Regions from separate parts of the Lactuca sativa genome. Here region 1 is linked to region 2. A link is a contact called in public Hi-C data. All regions are on one chromosome and are shown on one strand. The core of a region is the stretch at or near the end of the contact, and the rest is flanking DNA. Distances in the headings are between cores, read along the strand shown.

Region 1 (2,700 bases), core at 113-2,612, 240 kb before region 2:
AAATAAGATGTTGAATTAGGAATTTAGGATGGTAGATTTAAACAAAATTCTTGAAAATGACAAATATATATTCATGGAAAACAGTTTCTAGACCCCAAGAACTCAAAGAACATTTTGGCCCCACTGATTACATTATGATCTATTTTAATAATTTCAGCAGAAAACATGTAGCAGAATAAAGATCCCATGTTAAGAAACTTAATAATCTATATACCTGATTCCAAGCAGAATTGTTGAAAATATCATCTTCAAGTAGTTTATCACAGTAAGCAAGTTCATCTTCCCAGCCTCCAAGATTTTGAAGGACCCACTGAATATGAAAATAAATAAATCAAATCTGAAGCCTTTATACATACTGTAATATAACTAAGTTGCATACCTGTCTATGAGACCAAGCATGATAATTTTTAGTATCGTTTAAGAATATGTTCTTGGTGAACTCAAGTTCTCTACCAGCAGCTTCACTCCCCAATTTCTCAGCAACCCACCTCCTATGGTGCCTGTATTAAGATTTAAGAATATTTCAAATCATATCATTTACAAGCTATTTTGGTAGAATCTGAATGCTAAGTGATTTGTCTAAGAAAGAGGATACTGTCTCACCATAGTTGGTAGTTTTTTGAGTTCTTGCTAGCAAGATGCTCAACGAATTCTAATTCATCATGCAAATCAGCATTGAGAGTCTCGAGTACTACTCTTCTGAATTGCCACACCTGTGATGTGAAAGACAAAAACATGTTGGCTCTCATAGTAGATTGAATTGGCGTTTCTTGCTTCCACTATGTTCACATCAATTTCCTTCTTGTATTGCTAACTTCTAATCATGCTATCAAAAGTTTCTTTCTGTTTGTTACAACCATGTATCAAACTACTCAAAACCCCCAATTATCCTCTATTCGAAGGCTCAATTAGAGATTGAGCTCCAAACAGATACGATCACTGAAAAACGAAGTAGTAATAAAACTACAAATTATAATCAAAATTAGTTTGAGATCAATAAGAGTTTGTTAATTCTTACGGTGTAATTTCCAGCATTGAAGTGAATGGCTTCGGAGGTAAGCTGAAGAGCACGATGTGATCGCTCATCGGCGAGATATACAGCTCGAAAGTAATCCATAATCTCGGCGAACTCTTCAGAGTACGCAATGGGAACAACGGGGTTAGGACCATCGTCCTGCGGCACCGGAGTGATGTCGGACCATTCCGGTCTTTGTCTCAGTGGTATCCCCTCATCTTCATCTGAATCCATTCAGTCGACGACGATGATGCTCCGATCCGGCGATCCCCCTACCTCTTGGAATTTCTACTTTTATTCTCTGAGCTTCACTTCTCCCCTTTTTACCCCTCCCTACCTCAGCCGTCAATTTACAGTGAATATGTCTACTTTATACACCGGAGGTTTGCATTGGTAAAATAAATTAATAGAAGTATGTAAATTAATTTATCTTTATAAAATAACTATTTATAATATTAAATTAAATATTTTTATCTTTATCTTTACTACTAGTATTATATAAAGCATATTATATGTTTCTTGAAAATTAAGAGGTACAAATATAATTACATTCTATACAACCCTTTTAAGCTTAACATCAAAGGTCGAAAAGAAAAACTAAAACACGCTAGCCTTATTCTTCTCTAAACCTAGATTTTTTTCTTCCAACTTCGCTAACAACAAATCACCACCATGGACGGATTGTAACACCCCGATTCTCAGGTATTGAATTATGTTGAGACTGTACTTTTGTCAAACAACTTGTGTTTTTAGTGTGATTTAAGTTTGAGCTATAATAAATACAGTATGATTCTTATTTAATTACTTTCAATATGCATTTTAAAATGAGGTCTTGATTAATAATCGACATTTGATAGATTGAGATTGCAACCAAAACTACACCCGCTTCAACAACAAATTAACATTTAACAACGATTTCCAATCATATTCATATACAGAAATCTATAATTTTACATACAATTGATCTCATGAAAACACATAGAAGTTGGGTGTGACTTTATTAGCATCATGATATAAGACACCATAAATATATATTACACGGTGATGGTAATGAACAAAGAAAAAACAGTGAGAAATATTTACAACAAACGGCCATTTTTTCCGGGTCTTAAATGAAGAACAATATTCTGTCAAGAATCCCCATCTGGCGTTCACGTCTACCCATAAACTCATCTTTTATATACCTACTTGCATATGAGGTAGTTGAAGTAGAAGCAGAAGCATCATCATGTATACTTCTTGAACCCAAATATCTTTGATTTTCTCCTTGGTGGATCAGGAAACAACCATCTTCTTCCCTTATGATCTTCGGCCCCTACAAACAATTTATACCACTTTTTAATGAATACTTACTTATTGTTTATAACAAATTAATGGTTACTTATAATCCAAAACAAACATACTGGTCTTGAATTGCATATACATCTTTCAATGATTTTGAATCATCAACGGGTGCATAAAATATGGCTCGGTCTATTCCCCATCTTTCTTTAAATAAGTTACACCAAAGATCATTTTCCGAACCAAACACCTTCCACTTCTTGCACACTTAAGTTAAAAAACAACCAACTATTCCATCATTCTTATGACTCACCGATTTGAATATTTACTCTTCTTGAAATGCACAACACGAAATAAGGCCAATTCTTACTCTTAAAACATAACTTACAAAACAGAAACCAAAA
Region 2 (2,700 bases), core at 152-2,651:
AGGGTATTGAATGGCAAAAACAGCTGTAAATGGCTTCATAATTAGGTTTATTACAATAGTCACTATATTGGTGTTTCCTAGAGTTCATGGTTCTTGAGTTTGCAGCACAATTTTGTTGTGACTATGATCTTAGGAGAATCCTCATTGTAATTTGTATGTGATCTTGTGTGCAATTCAGTGGTTTGTTCATGAGTTGTCCTTTTAATCATTGGAGCAGTGTGGATTCAATTCCAATCCTTTGAACTGTCTAAAGGAAAATTGAAGTCTTAAGCCAAATTAAGAAAGGATATCATGATTTATTGACAATCATGTATCAAAACAAGTAAATCAAGCAATGAAGCATCATCAGCAATCCAAGGCCTTACCGGTTAACTCTCAAGCATAAAGTTATAAGGATATATGTCCTTTTTATGTCAATGGTGAATGTGAGTATCAAGTTCCAAATGGAGTTAATCGTCAACAATGTACAATTATCATATATCAAGCAATATGAACTTGATTTACTAGTTAATCAAGAAAATAAACATAAATTTAAGCGACAATTACTCAATCTCACTGGCCTAGAAGAACAAATTCTAAGGATCGTGAGCTTTGTTTCTTAATGGCAATTTACAGAACATTCAGCACAATAGGTGCTGATTCATCGACCAGGATCATTAAAAGATTCAAAACTACAAATTTAGTGTGAAGGCTTGATTGCTTACCAAAAGTGAAACCAAGAGTGCTTATTAGTGCCTTGTTGCAAATCACAATCGAAACCGAGGAAATCACAGATAAACTCAACGCTCCAACTGTTCCCAGCTGAAACCGCTGTCCTTCGCCCATCTTCCTCTCTCACTTACGTGTCACTTCTAACTTCGATTTCGATCTCAAAATCTACCAAAAACATAAAACCAAAATCAAACTTAATCTTCATAAAATCAACCAATCAAAGCATCAGACGTCAACTTCGTAAATCGTACCTCATTCCAGTAAATTACGAACTGGCGCTAATTGCCAAACAGCAAACTTCAAACCTCCACAAAATTCACCATTTAAAACTCCAGATCTACTACTCTACAATTCGGTATTACATAAAAAAAATCAAGAAATTTTACACGCAACTCCACAGAAAACTCAGTGTGAATGCAGACAGATAAAAAGTAACCTGAGATCACAACGAGGATATCTCCTTCCTCAAATTCTGTAGTAGATATAAGTATGCATATACATATGATTGAATGATTATATAGTGCCTAGGGATGGGTGTGTGAAAGTTAGGAAAGAGTACTGTAATCAGTGTGAATCCATGAACAGAGAAAGGGAAAAAATCTAATTATTTTGACTTGTTTTTGAATTTGGTTTTCCGGCAGTTTTGACGCCGGCAAGATAGATGGTTGATTGTGAAAATGGACGGTCGTGATTTTCTTTATTCTAGTTCCCCTTCAGATCTAGTATAAAAACCCAAACTATAATGTATAAAGGGCAAAATCTCACATCGTAAGTATAAAATAACTCGATTGCCTGATATAAAAAGTAACTTTTTAACAATTAATCTATATATTTATTGTTTGGATTTTTATTCAAAGTATAAACCTTTTTATCATAAACATTGATTTTAGAAATAAGTTTATTTAAATAAAATTGACCTATAATAAAATTATTATTAAAATTTGCTTATTCTTTTCAGAACGTGATGAAATATATATAAAAGAAAAAACAACCAACAATGAGCAATTGCATCAATTCCGAGAACCACGGGTTATTTATTATTTGGATAAAATTAAATTGTCTAATTAGGCAATTTGGATTGTACTTTTAAATAGTGCAAATTACAAAAGAAAAAAAAAATCAATATATTATCATAAAATTTAGAATTTGATACCGAATATTGTTTTTTTATAATTATGTCAATATATTTACAATTTTGTTGCAATATTAACCAAATAACCAGTTTTATCAGTTCTCCCGAAAAACATTTTTCCTGAATTACAATAAAGAATTATGATTTTGACACTGTGTTATTTTCTCAATTATATCACTACATTTACAATTTTATTGCAATATCAAGCAACTTACCGTTACCATCAATCTAGAACATTACCAAAATAAATGACATAACAATATTGTGACGTGGAAGTCACATCACACCATCAATTCAGTATTGTGTGCACAAAAGAAAAGTCAGTTTGACCCATGGCTACGACATGACCCTCTATAGGGCGTGACGCAACGAGGCAAAAACCTCCTTATAAAAGGAGGGTCGCCTCTCCTCATTTCTTTCCACCAATTTTTCCAACTCTCTCTCCCCCCTCACAAGATTTCGGTCAATTGTGATTCGAACTCTCGTTTTGTAATGTAGTTAGTGAAGCTTTAGAGGTTTCAGAAGGATAACTAAGGAAAGTAAGTAAACGTTGAAGTTCTATTCACGGCTACTCGGACCTCATCAAATTGAGTAAGTTACACTTACTTTTATCTAACCTACTTAGTTGTTTCAAAAATATTATGTTGAATTAGTATATTTATGTAACTCTATTCCAACTGTCCTCACATTCTAAATACAACGAACATATATTGTCACACATAGTATAATAAGATAACTCACCTAAATATTCTTGAAACAACTAAGTAGGTTAGATAAGAGTAAGTGTAACTTACTTAATTTGACGAGGTCTGAATCGTCGCGAGTAGAGCTTCGACGTTTACTAACTTTCCTTAGTT

The links. Hi-C and Micro-C count contacts between places; a contact is called where the count stands out from the background.
Region 1: a contact with region 2 is called in a Hi-C map of leaf, with 5 times the contacts expected there. The contact joins the promoter of LOC111876515 here to the promoter of LOC111876519 in region 2. A contact is called at or near these places in 2 of 4 Hi-C or Micro-C datasets (both in leaf).

What each region holds. Positions count from the first base shown.
Region 1 is chr9:19,182,108-19,184,807 of Lsat_Salinas_v11, reverse strand. It overlaps LOC111876515 (protein farnesyltransferase/geranylgeranyltransferase type-1 subunit alpha), which reads right to left and starts at 1,362. Exons shown (of 5, transcript XM_023873053.3): 1 at 1,019-1,362; 2 at 604-713; 3 at 380-500; 4 at 215-310. The coding sequence starts at 1,249.
Region 2 is chr9:18,944,437-18,947,136 of Lsat_Salinas_v11, reverse strand. LOC111876519 (UDP-xylose transporter 2) reads right to left here and starts at 1,401. Exons shown (of 9, transcript XM_023873056.3): 1 at 1,148-1,401; 2 at 963-1,056; 3 at 705-876. The coding sequence starts at 825.